2 separate regions of the Sus scrofa genome follow, and region 2 is linked to region 1. Evidence: chromatin contacts called from public Hi-C data. All regions are on one chromosome and are shown on one strand. Each heading gives the region's core, a stretch centred on a gene start, on an enhancer-like site or on the middle of the called end of the contact. The rest is flanking DNA. Distances are from core to core; before and after follow the strand shown. Region 1 has its middle 22 kb from the start of ANXA8. Region 2 holds the start of ZNF488 (zinc finger protein 488).

What was found. A called contact is a pair of places that touch in the nucleus more often than the background predicts.
Region 2: a contact with region 1 is called in a Hi-C map of adipocytes, with 2.6 times the contacts expected there. The contact joins the promoter of ZNF488 here to the enhancer-like site in region 1. A contact is called at or near these places in 1 of 5 promoter capture datasets (liver), 15 of 47 Hi-C or Micro-C datasets (adipocytes, adipose tissue, brain and 10 more) and 1 of 2 datasets of contacts at active chromatin or transcription factors (skeletal muscle).

What each region holds. Positions count from the first base shown.
Region 1 is chr14:88,311,632-88,319,123 of Sscrofa11.1, forward strand. No RefSeq gene overlaps it. Among named protein-coding and RNA genes, the nearest start is that of ANXA8, 22 kb to the right of the region's middle. Within about 2 kb of position 4,375, at least 7 of the 83 cell types and tissues checked have an H3K27ac peak or open chromatin away from gene starts, as enhancers often do. A contact at or near this core is called in adipose tissue, mesenteric adipose tissue and omental adipose tissue, where this site is marked.
Region 2 is chr14:88,470,072-88,477,563 of Sscrofa11.1, forward strand. It overlaps ZNF488 (zinc finger protein 488), which reads left to right and starts at 4,067. Exons shown (of 6, transcript XR_002338455.1): 1 at 4,067-4,201.

The DNA of each region.
Region 1 (7,492 bases), core at 3,125-5,624:
AGCTAATGCTAAAATTCATATGAAAATGAAAGGGACCCAGAATAGCCAATACAATCTTGAAAGAGAAGACCCATGCTGCACACCTGATTTTGCCAATTTCAAAACCTACTACAAAGCTATAATAACCAAGACAGTCTGGTATTGGAAGTGGAATAGAATTGAGAATTCAGAAACAAAACCCTCACATTTATGGTTAGTTGATTTTTGGCAAAGGTGCCAAGATAAATGATACTGAGGCAACTGGATGCCCACATGCAAAAGAATGAAGTTGGACCATTACCTCACAGTATTTACAAAAATTAACTCAAAATGGATCAAAATTCTAAATGAAGAATTACCATATGACCAAGTAATTCCAATGCTAGGGATATATCCAAGAATTTTAAAATGTATGCCCACACAAAATCTTTTTTTGTTTTATTCATAATAGGCAAAAGTAGGAACAACCCAAATGTCCATCGGTGGATAGACAGATAAACAAATGTGGTATTTCATTCTGGTGGTGAGAGAGAGAATTGATTAAGGCCAATTCACTAAACTCACTAAAAGGAAGAAAGGACCTGAACTGACAATTCACAGGAAAACAAGTACAAAAGCCTTTTTTATATACAAAAAGCATCACATGTTCAAAACCACTTATTGTTGTGGGAAGACAAATTAAAATTTCAAATTACTGCTTTACTCATCAGATTAGCAAAGATCAACTTTTGAAAATTTACTGTGTTTGTGAGAGAGTTCGGAAACTGTACTTTGCTTCTTTATACGAGAAAGTCAGTTTGGTAGCAATTTGGCAAAATTTATCTCAGTTACAATTCCCCATGCCCTTTGATCCGTACACTGTATTTTAGGAGTCTATCCTATGACTGTACTGTATGAAGTCTTATGAGGAGGTTTATTGCAGCATTTTTTCCAATAAAAAATAACCCCAAACATCCTAAGAGTCCACTGAGCATTTATCATCTTACTCAGCAATCACATTCCCAGAAATTTATTGGAGAAATTAAAAGTTAAGTCCACACAAAAATCTGCACTCAAATGTTCATAGAAGCTTTATTTGTAATATTTCTATTGAATAATTCACATGCAACAAAATGTACAAATCTTGTTTTACAATTCATTATGTTTGGCGAATGCATGAACTCCTGTAACCCACTTTTTATAAGATTTAGGACATTTCTAACATTCCAGAAACTTCCTTTGTTCCCCTTCCAGTTAATCTCTGCTACATTCCCGAATCCCAAGGCAATTACTAGTCTGATTTCCTTCACTGTAGATTAGTTTTCATATAACTGGAATCACACACGTCTGGCTTCTTTTGCTCAAAAATATGTTTCTGAGATTCTTCTGTGCTGTAACATGCACCAATTGTTCATTTTCTTTTTATTGCCTGTTAATATTTCATTGCATGGATATATCACAATTTGTTTATTCATTTCCTTGTGGTACCTATTGGGATTGTTTCTCATTTTTGTCTTTTATGATGAGGCTTTTATGAACATTGAACAAGTCTTTTTGTTAGAGGTGAGTTTTCACTTGTTTGAAATGAATGGAATTGCTGGATCATACAGTAGGATATATATTTAAATTTATAAGAGATGACCAGCCTTTTTCAAAAGTTTTTACATTATTTACTTTCTTGCCAGCAAAATAGAAGGGCCTATTTGAAATTTTTAGCACACATGCAGTTTTTATATGCATCTTATGTGCTTTTTGTATATATTCCTTTGCAAAGTGTTTTCTCAAGATTTTTGCCTATTTTATTGATTGATTGATTGTCTTTTTAGGTCTGCACCTGTGGCACATGGAAGTTCCCAGGCTAGGGGTCAAATCAGAGCTGTAGCTGCTGGCTTACACCACAGCCACAGCAACTTGGGATCTGAGCCAGGTCTGTGACCTATGTCACAGCTCACGGCAATGCTGGATCCTTAACCCACTGAGTGAGACCAGGGATCAAACCTGTGTCCTCATGGATGATAGTCAGATTAGTTTCCACTGTGCCACGAAGGGAACTCCCTTTTGCCCTTTTTAAAATTGGGCTTTTAATTATTGAGTTGTAGGAAATCTTTTTTTCTCCAGCCTTATCAGTAGGTAATTGACATATAATATTGTATGTGTTGAAAGTATACATAGTGTTGATCTGATCCACTTATGTACTGCAAAACGATTACCATCACAGCCTTAGGTATGACTTGTATCATGTCACATAATTACCATTTGTTTTGTTTTGAGAACATTCAAGAGCTACTATCTTATCAACTTGCAAGTATATAATACAGTATTATTAACTGTAATCACTATGCTATATATGAGAACTCCGGAATTTATTCTTCTTAGAACTGGAAGTTTGTTTTTTTTTTGACTGAGAGTTGTAGGAATTCTTAAATATTCCAGCATGAAGTCCCTTGTTTGGTATGTATTGTGAGTACTTTCTCCCAGTCTCTAACTTGTCTATCAATTTTCTTGCTGGTGAAGCTTGAAATTTTGATGAGGTCCAATTTATCGGTGCTTTCCTATTATAGCTACCCCTTTTTTTTTTCTTTAAGGGCTGCACCGTGGCATTTGGAGGTTCCCAGGCCAGGGGTCAAATTAGAGCTGTGGCAGCCAGCCTATACCACAGCCACAGCAATGCAGGATCCGAGCCGAGTCTGCAGCCTATACCACAGCTCATGGCAACGCCATATCCTTAACCCACTGAGCAAGGCCAGGGATCCAACCCACAACCTAATGGTTCCTAGTTGGATTTATTTCCACCGTAGCATGACGGGAACTCCTAGTTACTGCTTAATTAAAGAAAAACATGGAGTCAGTGTGAGCATAACTGGCTTTGAAGCCCAAGGTGTATCTTGATTGTGTCCAGCCAGGTGGCCTTGGGTAGTTCCTTCCCAAGGGAACAAAATGGGCCAAGGGGGTGAGCACAGCAGAGACCCACTGAGGGTCAGCACAGGTGAGCGTTTTTTTTTTTTTTTTTTTTTCCCACTGTACAGCAAGGTGAGCGTTTTTAAAATCTAAGTGGAGAAACTGCTCAGCAGTGAGGACACTCCAAAAAGCTGATGTACACGAAAATATGGGATTCCCTGCACCCAGTGCTGATGAGGGCCAGGATCTCCCCCGCCCCCACATACCCTGGGCAGTGGGTGTCCATCTGCCCACGTTGACATTTAGCTTTCCCGCTAGTTGGAGTTGCCACAAGAGGGCACTGCGAGAGCAGGTTTCTGGGCCAGCTTGGTGCTGCCTGCTGCATCCAGGCAGTGCTGGGCTCTGCCTGCTTGTGCAAGGGTGGTATTGGCAGAGAAGTGGCTTCACCTAAGGTATGAAAGGTCCTGCCCCAGCTGGTGTGTTTCCTTAGAATACAAATGTAGGGATGGGTCTGTCAGGGGAACAAAATCAGCCTGGGAAGGTAGAAGGCACTGAGACAAAGGGCAGCATGGGTCAACAAGCCCCAGTCAGACATGGGGAACCAGCAGAGTCTGGGGTCAGTGATAGGTCAGCAACATAGGGTGGGCTGGCTCATGTCCCACTAGGCCAGGGGCAGAACTTAGATGACTGACTCCTGTTTCAATGAAGATGAATTTATGACAGGGTGGGACGGAGGTAAGGGATGGTGAACTTGTCTATGAGGAGCTACAGACAGCAGAGCTGGGGGCAATAGGGTAGGGAGGTTAGGGTTTACGCCCACTCACTCTGGCAGCAAGGCATTCTGGGAGTGGGAGAAATACTGAGTTCTGAGGAGGAAGGCTTGGCTGTAAAGCTGTGGCCCTGGGTCAGAGCTGACCGTCCGGGACAGAGTGAGATGAGTGCATCCAGTCATGGCTGAGTTCCAGGCACCCCCAGGGTTTGGTCTGGGAGATGCTGATGGGAGTCCAGCTCCAGGGGACATCACAGAGATAGTATAAGCCCTAATCTTTAAGCTGGTAGCCCCAGAATCCCATCAGAGTGCAGCCCAAGGGCCAGGCCAGAGCCAGAGCCAGAAATGGGCTGGCCGGGGAACAAAGGTAGTCACAGGTCACTGGGGAATCAGACAGGGTCCACTTCAGCCCAATACCATGTGGGAACGTGGACACCCACTCAAGACCATGGAAGTACCTAGAACCTCAGACACAGACTCAGGGCTCACAGAGCTATTTCAGAATTTATGGGCTGAGGAGGAGAGCTGTGGCAATCAGCATTCACTCCGCATTAGAGGACAGAGACACAGTGGCCCGGGGCTCTATCACAACTATGGGGAAAGACTTTCCAGAATCAGGAGAGTGGCCAAGGCAAGCTTCCTCCTTGGGAGTCACCCCCAGGACCACAAAGCACAAGGCTGGGAGGATGGAGGGAATTGCTATCTGTAGTTGCAATAGCTTCAGTGCTGTGCTCCCCACCTCCAGACTCAGGCAGGCACATTTACTTTCCGGAGAATCTTGCTCAGATCCATCCCAGATGCCCCCTGCCTGACCCCTGAAAGGCCCCTGTTGGCCAGGAAACAGTTTGAACTTCTCAGCTTGATGGCTCGAGCCCTCCCTGACTTGGCCTCTGACAACATTTTTATCTTTTGACCATCCCACCTCCAGTGCCAGGAACATACCATTCCTGTTGTGTGATGGAGACCAGACTTCTTAGTATGTTTGCATTCCTCCTCTGCCTGGAATGTTCTTCCCTGTCCTGTCTCACTGATAAGCTCTAAGCCATCCTTTGAGATGCTATCAAGTTTAACCTTCCTAATGAAGACTTACCTGGCCAGCTCCAACTCTGTTGCAGGTAGTGTGCTTGGCCGTGGTAACAGACAACACAGGATGTTGACCTCAATTTGATTCCTCCTTTTGTGTCTTACCAAGAGAATCCTGATGTAGTCCAAATATTCAACCCTCAGCAAGGTGACTCTTGCCGTGCTCAAGGAGAAACTGGAAAAATTCAAGTCCAGCAATGCCAGACCTATCACCCGGCAGCAAGAAACCGACACTGGTGGGCAGAGCTAGTTCTGGCCATTGGGACTGGTGGTCAGGGATTGCAAGATCTTTTAAAAAGGGTTCAACTAGGGTCTGATTCTGCAGGGCTTGTTTGTCATAGCAGTGTCAGAATCTGAAACAGGGCCTGGGGCCAAGTCGGTGCCAAAAGAGTTGCTCATTAGATTGGTTTCAGGACTATTTGCATTGGGTTCACTGAGTAGGGGTCCCCCCTTGGGAAGTCCAAAAAGCCCAGAGCATCTTCTCAGAATCAGAGATGATGAAAAATTAGCTCAGTCTCGATGGCTGTTGAGTCTTCTGTTTCCCGAAAATCCACACTTTTGTTTGTTGTCGTTCATTCGAACACATTCATGGAGTGTCTGCTGTGTGCCAGGCACTGCATGCTCCCAAAGGAACAAAATCTCAAGGGGCTCATAGCTTTTTGGAAGGAGAACCTAAACAGATAACTATCCTCTGATGCCATAAACGCCATGATTATACACAATAGAGACACTTAGCAGAAAGGGATTTATGAAAGGGCATTGGATAGCTCGCAGACTCCTGTTCTGAAGGAAAATGTCTCAAGTCACACTTTCGGGCAAACTCTGAACTCAGTTCACTAGATCAGCTTCTGCCCTCCCCTACCAGGCATTTCAACGGAAGAAAATGAATCCAACTTCAGAGAATAGGAAACCTTGGATCCGAGGATAATGAGGAAGTACATGAATACATGATGTCTTGCAGAGAGAAAACACAACACTTTTTGTTATAGAGCCACAAGCAGGGCATATGGACCCTCTCATTCTCCTTCCTTGCTGAAATCAAACTGATCAGACCCCCCAGTTATCTTTAAGTATGAAGAAACATTTTTAAAAAAGAAAGAAAATCCCCAAAAGCAATTGCAAAAGTACCTTAGGAATGTGCCTGCACCTGTTTTGTCAGAAGTACCCAAAAGCTTATTCCAGCAAAAATGATTTAGAGGTACAGCGGATTATTACCAGTGTCATGGCCAAGTCCCTTTGCCAGCCTGTGCCCCCTTCCCCAACCACCACCAGAGTTAGCTAATAACACCTCGCCAGCCCCTTCTCTAGAGAACGCCCTCAGCTGAACAGGAGCCAGCTCAGAGGGGGCCATGTGACCTCCTATGATGCTCTAGCTGTGACCCCTGGAAGAGAGAGTGTCTCTCTAATCTGAGGAGACCCCTGCTTCCTGGACCCTGTGGGGACGAGAGAGCTCCTTTCAGCTCCATCTGGAGTAATGGATGAACTGCATGGTTCTGCTAAACAGATTCCCTTGCTGGGCACTTAGTTGGACATGACCACGTTTCCTGGGCTGTCTCCTTGGTCACGGATATTCTTGAGGCTCCTGTTGGACACACGGGCCAGCTTTTGAATGGGCCACAAGGGAGTCCTCTGCCCAGAGAACCAGCATTCCAAAGGATGACAGGGGTCTTCTGAGTTCTTTCTGAAGGGCTTTGATGTAAATAAAGTGACACAGTGACTCAGCACTGAAAGGAATTCTGGGGGAGGACTTGAACAAAGGAAAGAAAAACAGAATCATCACCACTGGAGAGCCTTGCCTGAGGCCTTGCAGACAGCCCCACAGTTCAGCACTAAGGATTGAGGTCCGGACCTGCAGGGTCTCTTACATGCTGCTGCTTCAGCCCTAGAGTTGTGCACACAGGGCACCTGTGCTGCACAAGTTGTTCAATGTTTTAAGCTGCATGTCGGAGGTTTAAGAAAATGGCCCTCAAATTCTTTGACCTTCTTCCCATTGATAGCTGGGGCCTAAGTCTCCTTCCCTTGAAGCTGGGTTGGCTTGTGATGTCTTTGACCAAGAGGGCACAGTTGAAGTGATCTGCATGAGGTTACGTTACAAAAGGCAACACAGCCACTATGTAAGGACGCGCATGAGCCTGAGGCCCCATCCTGGAGAGGCCACATGTGGGAGTGCCAGGGACAGTCTCAGCTGAGCTCAGCCTGTCAGCCGTTTCACCGGCATGTGAGAGAAGCCTCCAAATAACTCCAGCACCTGCCCTAGAATTCTCCTGACTTTTGGGTCTTCCCGACAGAGTCCGCAGACTGGCAGGAAAGAGACAAGCTATCTGCACTGTGCCTCAGCCAAAGCCCTGACCTACAGAACTCATATAAAACAATGGTTTTAGGGAGTTCCCATTGTGGCTCTGTGGTTAATGAACCCATCTAGGATCCATGAGGATGAGGGTTCGATCCCTGGCCTCTCTCAGTGGTTAAGGATCCGGTATTGCTGTGGCTGTGGCTGTGGCGTAGGCCAGCAGCTACAGCTCCAATTCAGTCCTTAGCCTGGGAACCTCCATATACTGTGGGTGTGGCCCTAAAAAGACACCACACACACACACAAGATGATTTTATATCACTACCTTTGGGGTGGTTTGAAGGTAGCCTTGCAACTGAATTTCCATCCCTGCAGTTAAAAGTAAGGAAAAAGAGGCTGAGAGAGATGGAGAGAGAAAGAGTGTCACCCTAGGGTGACAGCAAGCACACTCAGAGTGTTCCCACAGGGAAATGCTCACCTGTGTGCTCAGGTTT
Region 2 (7,492 bases), core at 2,817-5,316, 160 kb after region 1:
GAAGATTTCTCTTCTCTTAATACCTTATATTTCTGCTGCTAGTCTAAATGACATTTTCAAATAGAGTTTTTAAACAGTTTATTGGTATTGTGAAGAAGTGTATTTACTGGCTGATATATTCACTCAACTTGCTAAGCGCTCTTATTTTCAAAAATTAACTGTAAAATCTGTTGGGTTAGTATAAAAATTCAGAAAACAAAAACACATTGTGCTGACTACTTCTCCAATGAGCAGAGCTACAATAGAGGCATTCTTGATTTCAAAAAGAATGCTTCCAACACATCACCATTAAGAATTATATTTATTATAAACCAATGGGATCTAATCAAGCTGACAAGCTTTTGCACAGCAAAGGAAACCAAAAAGAAAACAAAAAGACAACTTACAGAATGGGAGAAAATAGTTTCAAGTGATGCAACCAACAAGGGCTCAATCTCTAAAATATACAACAGCTTATACAACTCAACAGCAAAAAAGCCAACAACCCAATAGAAAAATGGGCAATAGACCTGAATAGACTTGTCTCCAAAGAAGATATACAGATGGCCAACAAGCACATGAAAAAATGCTCAACATCCCTGATTATTAGAGAAATGCAAATCAAAACTACCACGAGCTACCACCTCACACCAGTCAGAATGGCCATCATTAATAAGTCCACAAATAACAAATGCTGGAGCGGGTGTGGAGAAAAGGAAACCCTCCTGCACTGTTGGTGGGAATGTAAGCTGGTACAACCACTATGGAGAACAGTATGGAGGTACCTCAGAAAACCAGACATAGAACTACCGTTTGACACAGCAATCCCACTCTTGGGCATATATCCAGACAAAACTTTCCTTGAAAAAGACACATGCACCCGCATGTTCATTGCAGCACTAGTCACAATAGCCAATACATGGAAACATCCCAAATGTCCATCAACAGATGATTGGATTAGGAAGATGTGGTATATATATACAATAGAATACTACTCAGCCATAAAAAGAACAAAATAATGCCATTTGCAGCAACATGGATGGAACTAGAGACTCTCATCCTGAGTGAAGTAAGTCAGAAAGAGAAAGACAAATACTATATGATATCACATATCTGGAATCTAATATGCGGCACAAATGAACCTTTCCACAGAAAAAATCATGGGCTTAGAGAATAGACTTGTGGTTGCCAAGGGGGAAGGGGTGGGAATGGGATGGATTGGAAGCTTGAGGATAATGGATGCAAACTATTGCTTTTGGAATGGATTAGCAATGAGATCCTGCTGTGTAGCACTGGGAACTATGTCTAGTCACTTATGATGGAGCATGAGAATGTGAGAAAAAAGAATCTATACATATATGTGAAACTGGGTCACCATGCTGTACAGTAGAAAACTGACAGAACACTGTAAACCAAGTATAACGGAAAAAATAAAAATCATTATACATATTAAAAAAAGAATGATATTTATTGGTCATTGGGCACCTGCTGTATAACACAGGCAACTCTACCCAATATTCTGTAATAACCTATAAAGGAAAAGAATCTGGGGAAAAAAAGGGTATGTGTATATGTATTAACTGATTCATTTTGTTGTTCAGCAGAAATTATTTCAACATTGTAAATCAACTATAATTCAATAAAACTAAAAAAAAAAATTGAAAACAACAAAACCCCCCAAATGAACCAAAAAAATGTTATTTATTTTATTTATGGAAAGCTTTTGGTAGAAATCCTTTATCAGATATGGGTATTTCACTAACATTCTTGGTGTGCTAGATATCATGAATGAGTATTGAATTTTTCTTTTTGGGCATGCCTATGGAATGTGGAAATTCCTGGGACCAGGGAGGGAACCCACATCACAGTAGCGACCCAAACCACTGCAGTGACAACACTGGATCCTTAACTCACTGTGCCACAAGAGAACTCCATGAATGAGTGTGGAATTTTATCTAAATTTTTTCTGTATAATTTTTGAGAAATATATATTTATCTCCAACTGAATTAATACAGCTGAAATAATATTAACAAATATTAATATTTGTAAATAGGCCCAAATTGGCCATGATAATTTTTTAAAGTATTGCTGGATTAAGTTTAGTATTAGTTTAGATTTTTTTGGCCTATGATCAATTTCCTATTTTTGTGCTGTTCTTATCTGGATTTGATATTAGGTAAGACCAGCTTCATAAAATGCACAAGGGAGTATTACATTGTCTTTGGAAAGACTTTGAACATGATCACACTAATCTGCTTCTTGAACATTTGGTATATCTCCTATACTTGGTGTTTTCTTTGTATGAAGTCTTTAAATTACTGGATACAATATATTTAATATTTACTTAATGCTATGGACTGAATTGTGCCCCTCCTTCCAAATTAATATAATCCTAATGTGACTGCATTTGGATGTTGGGCCTTTACAGAGGTGATTAGGTTAAATGAGGTCATAAGGATTGGACCCTAATCCTATAGATCTGGTGTCCTCATAAGAAAAGTCACCATGGCTATCTTCCCACACAGTCACAATGAATGCCCAGTAGAGGACACAGAGGGAAGGGAGCCATATGCAATCCAGGAAGAAGCCTCAATAGAAACCAACCCTGCTGACACCTCAATGTTGGTCATTGTTTCTTGAAATCTTCTCCTTTCATCTGGGTTCAGCTTCCCTCCTTCTGAAACACATTCTTTAGTAGTTCTTTCACCAAGGTTGTGAAGGTTTCAACTTAGGCTTTGTACCTCTGAAAATATCTGTTTTGTGCTCACTCTTGCATAATAGTTCAGTTAAATACAAAATTCTAAGTAGACAGATTATTATCGAGGCCCTAGAAGTTCTATAATTTCACTATGTGAACAGCACATTAGGGATTTGATTTCTCACATTCATATTCATTAATGGGCTCTCCTCATAGAAGAAAAGTTTGCTTTGGGGACCATTATCCAGAGCTTTAATGTCTATTCTGAATCTCATCTTTTGCACCTCAGACTCATCATAATTTTGTTCCTTTACAATCTTATCTGTGTGAAGATGCTCCCTAACCTTGAGGAAAAGCACAGAGCTTTATCACCTTGTATCCCCACACTCTCTCCCCTCAAGGGCATCCAGAACATTTACTGAGTTAAGGAAGAAAGGAAGGAACAGGGACTCAGTTCCTCTAGGAGTCTCTCTTCCCCTCTCTAATCTGCTAAACTGAATGGGAGCCATTCTCCTGGCTGCCACTGCAATAACTCCTGAGACTCCACGTCCATCTCCCCTCATCCTCCTTACAGGGGAAAGTCCTACGTGGGCCAAGCCCTGGCCTGAATGTAGCCACTCAGAAGGCATTCCCTCCCGTCGCCACCCTTCAGGCCCTGGCCTGTCCCAGCCTCCATGGGCAGGTAAATTCCCTGACACCTTCGCATTCTGTGAAGTCACAGAACTCACCATTACTTGGCACAATGCTGCCATTTCAGAACTTAGGAGGGCCAGGAAAGGCAAAGAGGCCGAGGCTCTGCTCCAGCGAAGTCTGGGAGACTCTCAGGGCGCCACAAAGATGGAGCTCCCGCGGCGCTCAGCCTGGACGGGGAGGAAAGTCCTGGGAGCTGGGCAACGCACGGAGGATCCGCAGCTGCAAGGCACGGACCATCTGAGGAATCTGGCTGTCGCCCGGGTCCCACTGACCCAAAAAGGAAGAAGTCGCGGCGCAGGGGGCGAGTGAACAGCGGCAAGTGCAGCCTCCGCTGTGGCCCAGACGCCACCTCCAAAGGCAGCGGCGGCTGAGCGCACTGTGGAGCGGCCCGAGTCAGGGCACCCTCCTCGGTCCCTCAGCTGGGAGGCGCCGAGCGAGGCCGGAGCCAGTGGGACGCAGGGCCTGGGTCTTCCGAGCTGAGTTCGTGGGAGGGCCAGGCTCCGCCGAGAGGTCGCGAAACCGGCGCTCGCCCTCGCGTTCGGGGCCTCTGGCCGGCGTTGTCCAGGAAGCGCGTCTCCTCAGCGCCCCTCTCGGCGGTTTCAGCCCACTCGCAGGCCCCTCCCCGAAGGCCCCTGGGCCCCCAGGGGCGGGGCGGCGCCCGAGGCTCCGCCCCAGAGGCGGGAGCGGCTCGGGAAGGCGGGGTCCGGCCAGCCCCCAGGGCTCGCGCGCCAAGTTCCGACCCTTGCGAGGCGCCTCTGACCTGCAGGCGGCCGTGGCTGCCAGCGCGTCCCCAGCGCGTCCCCAGTGCCCAGCGCCGCAGGAGAGCCGAGGTGAGACCCACTGTCCTGCCCTCCGGGACAGGGCCGCGAGTGGGCGCGGGGGTCGGGAGTCATCTCATTTCTACGGTCCTTTCCCCAGGGCAAGTTCTCAGTCCTGCCTTTGACTGCCCGGTTGTTGCCCTCCCGCTGTTACCAGCTTTCTCCATCTCTCCTTTTTTTTTTTTTTCCCCTCCTGTGCTACTCCTGACCCTTCCCTCTGCCTCTGTCTTTTGTCTTTTATCTCTTCCTGTATTTATCTCTCATCTGTCTCACTTTTTCCTGTCCATTTTTTTATTACCGATTTCCCTATCCTTCCCTTTCTCTTTCCTCTTCTGTCTCCGTCTCTCTCCTCCCACCTTCTTCCTCCTTTCCTTCCCCTCAGCAAGAATTAAACCTTGAATATATATATATATATTTATTTATTTATCATAGGTTGACTTTTTGAGCTGCAATTATTTTAATTCCTCCATCCACCCCTTCACTCACGGTGTGCTGCTCCATTATTTTCAGCCAGGGCTTGTGCTGGGCACTAGGGTAATAACGGTGCATCTGCAACAGATTCTATCCAAAGATCTGGGTGTGTTACCTGTTCAATGCCTATTGTGGGAAAAATACATAAAGGGTCAAGTTGAAAAATCTCTGAGTTTTCAGAGTGCACTGAAAATTTTAAAGACAAGGCATTTATGGAATCCTTTTCTTAGCATTTTGCCTTTAGTAATAGACACAGCCAGCACCAGGAAGCTAAATCTTGCAGGAACATTTAAGGGACATGGGGCCACACCATCCTTCTGTGGAGGCAGTGCAAAAGCCAAGTCGGTGGGGAGAGTGAGGGTGGCATTTAAAACGCGGTTTGGTCAGCTTTAACGGAAAAAAAAAAACAAAAACACCTCAGTTTGGGGAAGACAATAGGGTGACCAAGGCTTTACATATGCAAGGGTGAGAGTTGAAATAAGCAATCAACTGTAAATTTCTAAAGTATATCTATACTTGTCAGTGCTGTTGGTATGCAAAATTTGATTTCACAATCATTGTTGAATGATTCAAACTTCTTATTACAATTATTGTGGCATTTAAAATTAATGTTTTCACACAGTGAAAATGCTTCATCTTAATATCAAGGATTGCCTTAGACACAAACTTAAGAAATATAGAAAAACAAATTTGATTAGTTTTTGAGGAATACAGTAGAAGGTATTGTATATTAAAGTAATTTTTTTCATTTCTTAAAAATTTAATCTTGCCAGAGAGACATGATTTCCTTATTTAATATTTGTATGGCATATATAGCTATGTGTTCAAACACACATATACACATACTGTATACACACTTAAGTTGTAAAAAGAAAACTTGTTTGTTTTTAAAGCTGCTAATCACTGCCCAACACTTGAAGCTTTTTGTTCTTCTTATAATTAATCCATCTTTTGAATTTGTTGTGATTTTTAGTGATAATTCAGCTGATTTAACTTTTCAGTTGATGTGCAAAGGAAAATTTGCCAATAGATAAATCACACAGAATTAGCCAAAATTAAGAATGATGGAAGAAGATTTCAGTGTTGGTTGAAAGAATTTTTTTTCCACTTTATATCAAAGTATGTTGGACAAATTCATAGGTGTAGCATGCACTTTTTTTGGGGGGAGACTGCTCTCTGGATTGAAGAGTTAAATTGTCTTTTACATCATTTAACCAGTAACTTTCCATGGGTTAGCTTTGGTGGGGGGAGAAGGAAGGGATGCTTTTCCAATGATTTAGAACTCTCATGTCTTTGCTCAGCAGAGGTCTTTTTCAAAAATCTAGGAGGTGACAGCTTTTCCTTGAAATAAATAATCTCATTAGTTTTTTTGTGTGTGGTTTTTTGTTGTTTTTTTTTTTTTTGTTTTGATACAGGGCTAAGTCTTGAGCTACAGTGCTTTAGTGCTTTGTAATTTCTTTTCTTTCGTCAATAGGATGTATCTTCCCTTTTTTCTAGTCCACGATGCTACTTCAGAGTCTGGCTGGGCAGTCTTTCATATAAACCATAGACTTTTCCCCTGAAGGCTGATCTGGAATTGGTCCATGTGGCCAAGCTGTGTTAGGACTGAAGCTGACCTCTCTGTGGGCCTGGGAACTGGCTACATCCTGGGGATCCTGCGTTTGGTTTTGTGGACATAGCAGGAATTGCTGCTAGAGGGGTGTAGGCACGGCTGGACATGGAGCCTTTGAGGGCCAGCTGGGAAGTCCTCCTCTTCCCCAGTGTCATGGCACCACCAGCTAGCCTCCAGGAAGGACTGGACAACTCTGACATTTCTGATTTTCTTGGGTTCCAGGCGAGGCAGATGCCTTGAAAATATATGGAAAACGCAGTACCTCACAATCCACACATGGAAGAGTTGGTTGGATGATTATCCCCAGAAATCTTCCCCAAAAGAAGCTCCCAATTCTAGGGAAACCCAAGTATTGAGGGGCATGAGGTTTTTTTCTGTTCTGGTTTGTTTTAGCTGAAAGGAAGGAAGATACAGAAAGATGCTGGCTGTTAGTATAGATGGTATCACTGAGTAAGATCTGGTTTGTGAACTTCAGCTTGGAACAGCTGGATGCTGGCCAGCTAACTTGGGGTGGTGTGGATCTGCAGACGTCTCAGGGACATGAGGTTGTCCAGTTGTTTGCAAAGAGTTCTTGCTTCAGTAAATGGAGTGGGGAGGAGGAAACTGCCCAGGCCATTTGGCCACTTACTAAACCCTATTGTGTGCTGGCCCCTGGGAGGGCACGAGTAGAAGAAAAGCAGCCATGAGGTTGACTCTAAACTTCAGCACTAGTGCATGCAATAATAAATTGATGCTACCTAACGTTTGTTGAGCCAGGCTCTTTAGCACTCTAGATATGTTAACCCATTTATTCTTTACAATCACCTGATGAAGTGGGCACCAAGGTGATCCACGATGAGAAAACAGAGGCAAGGAGGGAAGCATCAACTTATCCAGGGTCACGTGATTGGTAAGAGCCCAGCTGTCTTTGACCCAAGCATGCTCACCCTAGAACCTGCGCCCTTAACCTCTATGAGGATGTGAAGCTGGAAGCCTCCTGGGATGGCATGGTTGGAGCAGGATCAGTAAGGTAGAATGTGGTCAGTGCTTCTCAGATGAAGGAATGATGGGAGTCTGCAGCCAGTGCCCCAGGAAAGGTAATGAACAGAGAAACGTGCTTTATATCATGAGGTAGGTAAGGCTTCATGTCTCAGAATGGAGCCCTTCCTGTCTGGGTTAGTAGAATCATGGTTGGAGGCCAGGGAAACGGGGGCTCAGAGGGAGAAGGAGCCCCACTGGTG